2 separate regions of the Mus musculus genome follow, and region 2 is linked to region 1. A link is a contact called in public promoter capture Hi-C data. All regions are on one chromosome and are shown on one strand. Each heading gives the region's core, a stretch centred on a gene start, on an enhancer-like site or on the middle of the called end of the contact. The rest is flanking DNA. Distances are from core to core; before and after follow the strand shown.

Region 1 (5,015 bases), core at 1,739-4,238:
CTCTCCAGACCTGGGCTCTTAGCCACCGAGCCATCTTTCCAGTCCTGAAACTGGGAGGGATTTGTTTGTTTGTTTATCATTTTTCGTTTTTCGAGACAGGTTTTCTCTGTATAACAGCCCTGGCTGTCCTGGAATTCAATCTGTAGATCTGGCTGGCCTCAATCTCAGAGATCTTTCTGCTTCTTCCTCCTGAGTGCTGGGGTTAAAGGCATGCACCAACATGCCCAGAAAACCAGGAGATTTTTAAAATAATTCTTTAGACAGTTACAGTATAAGCCAGATGGTCCTTAAGCTTGTGATCCTCCTTGTGTTATTTAAGATGTGATTTTTAAAAAGTCAGTTTCAGGGTCCACAGAGATAGCTCAGCAGCTAAGGGCACTTGCTTTGCTTCCAGAGGGCCTGGGATCTGAGTTCTATCACCCGCATGGTGGCTAACAACTGGCTGTAACTCCACTTTCAGAATCCAGCTCCCTCTCTGTGCTCCTTAGGCACCAGGCACACATGTGGTGCAATACATACATGCAGACAAACAAAACACATAAAATATTGAAATTTTAAAAAATGATAAACCCAGTTTTAGGCTAAAATAAATAAATCCTAAGTAATAGAATCACTGGTGTGCCTCATCACATTCAGCATGAAACTGTTGGGCTTTTTATTTTATTTTATTTTATTTTATTTTATTTTTTTTCCGAGACAGGGTTTCTCTGTATAACCCTGGCTGTCCTGGAACTCACTTTGTAGACCAGGCTGGCCTCGAACCCAGAAATCCACCTGCCTCTGCCTCCCGAGTGCTGGGATTAAAGGCGTGCGCCACCGTGCCCGGCTATTTTAATTTTTAAGAACTTATTTTATATATATATACACACACACACACATATATACACACACACACACATATATATATATATATATATATACATATGTATATATATACACACACATATATATGTATGTATAATATTTATATGTATGTGTGTATTTATGTACACTGTGTGCATGTCTGGTGCTCTCAAAGGTCAGAAGAGGGAATTGGATCCCCTAGATACAGATAGTTGTGAACCACCATATGGGTGCTGAGACAAGTGCTCTTAACCACTGACCCAACTCTTTAGTCCTTAAATTATATTTTATTTACTTATTAATTCATTTATTCATTGTGTGAGTGTGGGTGGGTGGGTAGTGTGTCTGTGTGTGGGCAGGCATGTGCTATGAAGCTCATGTGCAGGTAGAGGACAGCTTGCAGGAATCAGTTTTCTATTTCTACCACGTGGGTTCCAAGGATCAAACTTAGGTTGTCAGGTTTGGCAACAGTACCTTTACCTACTGAGCTATCTTACCAAACACTGTCTTTTTTTCTCTCTGCAGGCCTGGAGCCCTGGCTGTCTTGGAACTCTCTCTGTAGACCAGGCTTGACACCATGACAGCTTACAAAACTGTCTCTTTTACAGAACAGGATGCATGGAGGTGAGGGTGGGGCTACATAGTTCAGTGTCAGGATAGCAATGTGCCACAGTCTATTCAAGACTGCTTTTGAGTTTTGGTACAAATATTAAAAAGTAATAGAAGGCATCTTAGCTGGACTTTGGTGACTCACACCTTTAATCCCAGCACTCAGAAAGCAGAGGCAGATAGATCTCTGTGAGTCTGAGGTCAGCCTGGTCTATAGAGTGAATTCCAAGACAGCTAGGGCTACACAGAGAAACCCTGTTTCAAAAGAAAAAAAGAAAAAGGAAAAGGAAAAAGAAAAAGAAAAAGGAGGCATTTAAGTGTTGTGATGAGAACAGATTTCATCTCAGATCCGCAGAGGTGTGCAGACCTCACATGGAAACTGCTGTACTCTAACAGCTGGAGGACTGAGAGTCCCCACACTGAACAGAAGGACCAACACCTCACCTGGACTACTGCCCCATTCTCTAAGCTACTAACTATAACTACCCACCTCTAAACTACTAACTCTAACTACCCATTCTCTAAACTACTAACTCTAACTGCCCATTCTCTAAACTACTAACTACCCATTCTCTAAACTACTAACTCTAACTACCCATTCTCCAAACTACTAACTATAGCTACCCATCTCTAAACTACTAACTGTAACTACCGATTCTCCTCTAAACTAGGCATTAACTGGGCTGCATAGCAGCATGGCAGACGTGTTTAGTGTGAAAGCGCTGTATAGGCAGGGGGACACGCAGGATAAAAGGGACGGTCCGATGTGCTCACCAGGCTGTTCAGCTGATCGAGCACCTCATTGACTTGCTGGCTGTACACCAGCCCAATGTGGGACTTTCCCATTAGGCGCCGTACTTTCTTCCTGATGTCATTCTTGTTCACCTGTAAAGCCAAGACAGGAGTCTTAATAAAGGCTCTGCTCCCTTCCCAAGTGAGGCAGAGACAAGAAAATAATCAGTTTCCACTTACCTGAGAGAAATGGAATTCTGAAAGACTATGTTACTGACTATGGCAGAACACTTTCAACTGTGTGTTCTGTCCATATGCTGGGGATTGCCTCTGCCTCTAGCTAGCTTCTACAGGAAAGTGGCTCTTAGAGAGTTGGACATCAAGGAGACACCTCCTCCCATCCTTTACCAACACCACCATAACATCCTCCCCAAAAGGACTTCTTAGAGTATGATTTAGAAACAGTAACACAGGTACAGTAAAGTGGGACGCTAGTACCTGAGACACCTTGCAGGTAAGCACCACCATCCACCCCTGACCACAGGGAAATGGAATTCAAGCATAAAGAAAAGCTTACAATATAGGAATGCTGACTTGTCAACTTGACACAAGGTAGAGTTATCTGGGAAGGACTCTCGATTGGGAAAATCCCTTTGTAAGACTGGCCTGCAGCTGCAGATAAGCCTCTGAGTTGTTTTTTGATTAATGATTGATGTGAGAGCCCAGCTGCTCACTGGGCAGTGCCCTCCCTGGGCAGGTTGGTGTAGAGGTCTATTGAGAAAGCAGCCTGAGCAAGCCAATACGCAGCACTCCTCCATGGTGTCTGCATCTGTTCCTGCTCCCAGGTCCCTGGCTTGGCTTCCCCTGATGATAGACTATCACCAGTTAGCCAATATGCCCTTCTGTTCTCATGTTGTTTTTGGCCATAATGCTTATAACAGCAACAGAAACCTAACTAAGACACAAAATCAACCAAAGCAAAAGGCTCACAGAGTCTGTCTCTGTGTTTGGGAACTGCTCCCTTCACATTTAAAAGCTAGGGAGAGGCTGGAGAGATGGCTCAGCGGTTAAGACTGCTCTTCCCGAGGTCCTGAGTTCAAATCCCAGCAACCACATGGTGGCTCACAACCATCCGTAATGAGATCTGATGCCCTCTTCTGGTGCATCTGAAGACAGCTACAGTGTACTTACATAAACTAGATAAATAAATCTTTGGGCTGGAGTGAGCAAGGCCAGAGCAAGAAGGGAAAAATAAATAAATAAATAAATAAATAAATAAATAAAAGCTAAGGAGAGCTCAGGGAGGCTCATTCTCACAATAATTCTCTGCCACCACCAATCCAAATCCACATTTCTCTTTCAGAGAAGAACTTCTCTTGATAATTTGCAATACACTTCTCCACAATTATAAATATGAAGCCCAAACAACTCACACTAGAGTTACCACTCCTTTGTTAATAAGCAGATACTTTTTGGACAAGATTTTATATAGTTTTACTTGGTCTTGAACTTATAGCCAAGCTTGGCCTTGAATCCCTGATCCTCCTGCCTCTACCTCTCAAGTGCCTTATTTGCTGGCATGAACCATCATGCCAGTAGACAGCTTTTACTAGCTACAGAAAATTCTACATGACAAAGGGCTGGTGCTCAAAAATAAATTCTGAGCCCCTGAAGGTTTTAGAATATACTACTGAAAAAAAAAAAAAAAGAGTATTAAATCAGTTGTAATTTGAGAGCTCTGTTGTAGCCTAAAACAGCTCAGCAAAGGGAATACATCAAATTCAAAGTAAACCAGTAACAGGTAATAATCAATGACTTTCATAACATTCAGTAACAAAACAGCCTGGCAGCTTCAGTTAACGCAACAGTGGGCAAGCTGCCACAGGGGCCTTGAACTTTTCAGTCAGATACTTTGGCAGCTTCCAAACCAGTCCAAAATGTAGGCACTAGACCTAGTCTTGCCCTTCTAGCACCAGTAACAGCTGGACATAAGCAATACGATCAATCAGTACATAAGCAATACCTTCATCAGCAGCATATAGGATATGAGGTTGTGTAAAAGTGTGGCCAGCAAGCGGTCTTCATCATCCTCCAGGCGCTTCCGGTCGTGTTCCCCTAGGGAGAGGTACCTAAGCAGAAACCCAGGCACAAGTTAGTTCTCAGGCAGGAGAGCCCAGGACTACGAGGAAGGAACTGAAGAGGCACAGTGCCAGGTCTTTGTCAAGTCTCATACCTGTCGATCATTTCCTGAGGACCCTGGTCCATACCCATTCCTTCTCTTTCCAACATTACAGCATCTAAGAATGCATCTTCCCAGAACTGCATTTGGTCCCATAAGGTAGAACGTTCTTTGCCTGTGTAGAATAAGGTTATTTCTCGGGTGGGGAGCATGGCTTATTTAACATTTAAGGAATGTAGCTGCTAAATAAAAAGATAGTAAGCCCCAGATAAAACAAGGTCATTCCAAATTTCAGAGCAATGGAAACCAAACCTTTCTCCCAGATCTAATACATTTTGCCTCCGACCCCAGAGACCTCCACGTGAGGCCTTGCCCCTCCCCAGGAGGAGGGATGAGCACATCACACAAAGAAAGGCAGTTACTCAGAGAAAAGGTCTCCATAGCGGCATCCTCTAGCTGGTCCCACATGGATCCTTTGTCCCTTCCTGCCAATTTGTGAGCAGGGAGGAACATGGTAGCAAGAGGAAAGAAAGGAGACAGAAAGAGACAGCCTGGTGAGTCACGCCCAAGCCCAGCTTCATCTAGATCTAGCCCCTGCTTATCCCACAGGTTCCCGGGGTTCAGCTTTTAAGATGCTATCTGGACCACTGAG
Region 2 (4,907 bases), core at 740-3,239, 110 kb after region 1:
TGGTGGCGGAGCACACACGGGCCTGGCATGGCCATGAACTGGCCACAGTTTGAGGCAGGTCTTAGAGGCTGGGTGGGCCTGGGTTGGGCTCAGTGTGGATCCCAAAAGGATGACAAGGTTTGCGATGAAGTCAGTGAAGGTGGGCCAAAATCTCTCCACAGGAATGGTCGTTAGACACACAGAGAGCCATCAGCCGCAAGGAGAAGGGTGGCCGGAGCCCAGATGAGGTTACTCTGACCAGCATTGTACCGACAAGAGATGGCACCGCACCCCCACCCCAGTCCCCATCGTCCCCGGGGTGAGAGCCGGGATCCTGAACAAAACCAAGACCGGGCTCTATGGCTTGCTTGTTACCACTTCTTCCTGCTTTCCTATCACATCAGTGCCCGACGGCCATCTTGGGAGAGTTAATTTCACCGAGGTTTAGATTTGCTCCATGGTCCGGTGTCTCTCGAAGTTTGGCTGTATAACAGTCCTGTGCACAGAGATAGACCTGTATCCACAGTAGTGAGTGGCAGCAGGATGGCTGTTCACTTGGCTCCTCCCTGCCCGCCGCCAAGCAGCCAAGCCCTTTGTCTTGAGTACTGGATACAGTGGGTCTTGTGCCCTGAGTTGTGCCCCTTGTGTTCCCCTCTCTAGTAGCGGGCAGGACGAGGACTGGTCAGATGAGGAGAGTCCCCGGAAAGTTGCCACTGGGGTGAGGGTACGGGCGCTTTATGACTATGCTGGCCAGGAGGCTGATGAGCTGAGCTTCCGAGCAGGTATGCTGGGCCCTTTCATGGTCCTTCCCACTTCAGCCCCCGTCCTACTTGCTAGAGCAGGGCTGTAGACGAAGAAAGCCAGGGACTCCATCCTCACAGGCTGCTCAGGGTCCAGCTGCAGCCTGACAGTTGCCTCCCTGGGGTCTAAGGTTGGGTGGCTTTTCCTGGCTGTGTCCTATCCTGGTCTGAGTTGGGTATCCTCCAGTTTGTCGGCCCTTGTGCTATTCCATCCCCCAGTCCATGACCTAGTTTTGAGACCAGTAAAGCCAGTGCTTTGGGCAATGACTGTTTTGTCTTTCTTCAGGGGAAGAGTTGCTGAAGATGAGCGAGGAGGATGAGCAGGGCTGGTGCCAGGGCCAGCTGCAGAGTGGCCGCATTGGTCTGTACCCTGCCAATTACGTAGAATGTGTGGGCGCCTGAGTGCCCTGACAGCCCTACCAAGGCGTCTCTCTGACCTGGGCCAGAGCTTAACCCTTCCTGGACTGCTGGACCTGAAGGCCCTGAACCATGTGCTGCTGCTGTCTCTCTTTTCCCACAGGAGGAAGTCTCAGGGCCCATGAAGGGCAGGGGTCTGTGTCTAGAGTTGGAGGTTGGAATGATGGAGGGTCGAGAGGTGCCCGAGCCTCCTCGGGAACATTTGGGTCATCCCAGAGTGGGAGGATCCAGCTCCTAAACTGTTTAGGAGTTCCTGGGGTGAGGTTGGGGAGAATGTAGTTTGAGGCTGGCAGCACCTTCTTTTGTGACTTGTAGTGTGCATTAAATTTGATTAAGAATAAAAACCCCATCAAGTGTTGTGAGCGTCTTTTGATAGCCTACTCTTGCTGGTGGGAGGCACGGGGTCGGCCCGTGGGCGTGCCATGTGTTATGGAACTGGGATTGGGCAGGCAGTTGCCTCCTGGTATCTGCCCCGGAATTTCAGGAGTGCAATCTGGACTGGAAGGGACTTGGTGATCAAGGTTGTTGTGTGCTGGCCTCTGCTCTAGGCCAGTTGCTGGATTGTGAGCTGAGCTGGAGCCCTGCCAATGCCTTCCGGATGGGGCTATGAGCACTTGGGAGATTGTTAATCATTACTCGTCCATCACAGAGTCTGTTACCATGGCTCTCTGCCTGACGCCTACAGCCAGTGGTCGAGCGGTACGTAGGGTACCCGGGTCCAGCAGGAACTCGTGAGGAAGTTTGGGCCAGTCCACGAGCCGTCGCCCGCTCGGGCTGCGGATTGGCCAGGCGCAGCGCGGCGTTCACTCTCAGGCCCGTGGTGGAGCTCCCGGCTGCTAACGTCATGTTTCAGCCCCGCCCGACGTTCATTGGCCCAGATCTGGTCGAATCACTCCACTCGTAGGCGGGTCGGGGCCCTGTCGTGACCGGCGCGGTGAGCCTGCCTTCGCCGCCGAGGATTGGCCCGCGCCGGGACCTGTCGGTCGCGGTTGTGTCTGGGAAGGAGAGAAAATGGCGGCGAGCCCGAGCAAGACCGAAATCCAGACTATTTTTAAGAGACTTCGCGCAATTCCCACCAACAAGGTGCTTGAGCGGGCGGGGTACGGGTCCTGACGCCGGCGGAGAAGACGTCTCTTGTCCCCTGGGGTCTGAGGGAGGGCGAGGACGGAGGTTGGAGGCTTTCTTGTGGTTTCTAGCGCCGGGCCTCGACTCTGGGCCCTAACCGTTCGCTTGTCGTCTTTTCCACTTAGGCCTGTTTCGATTGTGGCGCCAAGAGTCCTAGTTGGGCCAGCATCACTTACGGTGTATTTTTGTGTATTGACTGCTCCGGAGTGCATCGCTCCTTGGGTGTCCATCTCAGCTTTATCAGGTAGGTTCTGTGTGAGGGTGCTGTGCCTCCACGGGGGCTGTGTGCGTGGTCAGCGACGGGGAGAGGGCGCCTGGACTTGGACCTTCCTGAATTTGATGTTTGGATTTCTCCTGGCGGGAGTTCTGGTAGCCTACAGCGGGGGCTTGCGGGCGGAGGGCGGCGGGGGGTTCCACCTCTGTAGACTTCTCTCTTCACAGTTAACATGGTACTCAGCATCAGTTTGGGGGAGAGCTTAGATGCATTGACCTTGTTATTGCAGAAAGATTGGCCCAGTAGGTCTCCAGTGCGACTTTGACCAAACTTTAAGAAGAGCCAAACCCGTGCCTGCATTTCTCAGAAGTCGACCTCCTTTCGGATCTCCTTTTCAGAAATAATTAGTACCCTTTGGATTAGGCGAAGCGCAATGATTTCAAATACAGGGGAGAGAGGAGGAAATGGGACAGTGACTGATGGTTCCTGGACACCCACAGAAGCCTGAGGCCGAATGACAGGTTTAGTCTTGATAGGGAAGGTGACACTCAGCCCTTGTACACAGGTCCACAGAGTTGGATTCGAACTGGAGCTGGTTGCAGCTGAGGTGTATGCAGGTCGGCGGGAATGCCAATGCGGTAACGTTCCTTTACCTTCTTCCACCCCCATCCTTCTGCCTGGGTATTTAACTTTTCCTTGATTTCTCAAAGTGAGTTTGGTTTCTCTGTTCCGAGAGTTTGCAGCTCTGGAACATGCCACACACTTTTCTAAATTCAGAAAAATTTAAACAGCTTCTTTCAAAGAGGCTTAATGAAATACAAACTGGGGGGGGGGGCTTGGGGGACTTTTGGGATAGCATTTGAAATGTAAATGAAGAAAATACCTAATTAAAAGAAAAAAAAAAGGAAATACAAACTGAACTAGACAGGTGCTCTCTGGCAGTAGCAGTGTCTCCATAGTCATTGGGGTTTTGTGGGCTCCTGGAGGGAGGATAGCTGAACAGAGAAGTACATACATTCTTCAGTCCCCTAGACCTTGTTCCCTGCTCTTACGGGGAGGGGCTGGCATGGTGGTTTTTGGGTTTTTTGAGGAATTTTGGAGGAGGTCAATTAGTGAGTGAAGGTGTTTATTGAGGGAGGCTGGTAACCTGAGTTCATTCAGTTGAGGGAACCCACATAAGGTGGAAGGAGAGAACCAACTCCATGGACTTGGCCTTTGACCTCTGCACACATGCTGGGGTGCACATGGAATAAATACAAATAAAAGGTTTTGTTGTTCTGTCTTGTTTTGAGAAGAAATCTTGGAAGACGTTTACCTCTTTGAAAACCTGCTGATGTCAGTAGTGTGTCATCCTGAATAAATAATAGCCCAATTGTTTAGTAATGTGTCTCCTATAGTGTGAATACAGTTTTCTTTGGCGAGAGTATTTGCACATACATATTACTCCTTCTCTTTGCTCTCCAGACTGCTTTTTTCCGCCAACACGGATGTATGGCCAATGATGCTAACACCAAATATACGAGCCGAGCTGCCCAGATGTACCGAGAGAAGATCCGGCAGTTAGGGAGTGCAGCTCTGACTAGGCATGGTACTGATGTGAGTGCTGGTTCCTGGGCTAGGGTGCTGGGATAAGAGATAGTAACAGCCCTGAGTTTCAGTGTCTCCTCTCTTCCAGCTTTGGATAGACAGTATGAACAGTGCTCCAAGTCACTCTCCAGAGAAGAAAGACTCTGATTTCTTCACAGAACATACTCAGGTGAGTACCACAGGGATGTTTCCTCTGATAAATGCTTTACTTACCAAGGCTGTATATACCCTTTTGTGATCATGACATAAATTCTTGTGTTTAGGTACAATGTCTCAGAGAGTGTTTGTAGTTCAGAATTGGTAATTACTACCTGCTTCTTATGGGAGTGGAGTGGAATCCTCCTTAGAAATGGATCCTGGAGTAGAGAATAGTTTGAAAGCTCAAGAAGTCTCAGGGACCCTAAACAACTTCCAAAAAGGAACAGAAGTTGGAGACAATGAGGATTGCCCCTCCTGTGACCCACCTGTAAAAAAGCTCTCCCCTCTGTTGGCAATGGGTATTGAAGTTAGAGCCTTGGGTCACATCCCAGCCTCTCTGCAAGTATTTCTGTGATGTGGCTAAGTCACTTAACCTGGGGGAAAACTCAGTTTCTAAAATGGAGACATAGTTACTTCCTAGGGCCTGAACATAGTTACTTCCACTGAACCTGTTGTATCTGTGAGCACCTTGGATTTGCATCTGGTGCATGGTCAATACGTAAGAGTTGTTAGTGCTATCAGTTAGGGGAATGGGCTTAGCTCTGAATTGAAGAGGCTGTTTTCCTACATTTGTCTTCCATGGTAAC

What was found. Promoter capture Hi-C pulls out the DNA fragments that hold promoters and counts their contacts.
Region 2: a promoter capture Hi-C map of liver shows a contact between it and region 1. The contact joins the promoter of Arfgap2 here to the enhancer-like site in region 1. A contact is called at or near these places in 8 of 39 promoter capture datasets (3T3-L1-derived adipocytes, the C10 cell line, the HPC-7 cell line and 3 more), 3 of 484 Hi-C or Micro-C datasets (liver and olfactory sensory neurons), 3 of 115 datasets of contacts at active chromatin or transcription factors (T-cell acute lymphoblastic leukemia, embryonic stem cells and liver) and 4 of 9 other capture datasets (adipose tissue, liver, macrophages and 1 more).

The regions. Positions count from the first base shown.
Region 1 is chr2:91,150,228-91,155,242 of GRCm38.p6, forward strand. Madd (MAP-kinase activating death domain) reads right to left here. Exons shown (of 35, transcript NM_001177720.1): 24 at 4,786-4,848; 25 at 4,418-4,538; 26 at 4,208-4,313; 27 at 2,227-2,337. Among named protein-coding and RNA genes, the nearest start is that of Madd, 27 kb to the right of the region's middle. Within about 2 kb of position 2,989, at least 4 of the 459 cell types and tissues checked have an H3K27ac peak or open chromatin away from gene starts, as enhancers often do. A contact at or near this core is called in liver, where this site is marked.
Region 2 is chr2:91,263,126-91,268,032 of GRCm38.p6, forward strand. Arfgap2 (ADP-ribosylation factor GTPase activating protein 2) reads left to right here and starts at 1,990. Exons shown (of 16, transcript NM_023854.2): 1 at 1,990-2,279; 2 at 2,447-2,565; 3 at 3,101-3,173; 4 at 4,000-4,131; 5 at 4,211-4,291. The coding sequence starts at 2,208. Pacsin3 (protein kinase C and casein kinase substrate in neurons 3) reads left to right here. Exons shown (of 11, transcript NM_001289678.1): 8 at 1-54; 9 at 162-298; 10 at 640-761; 11 at 1,066-1,555. The coding sequence ends at 1,181.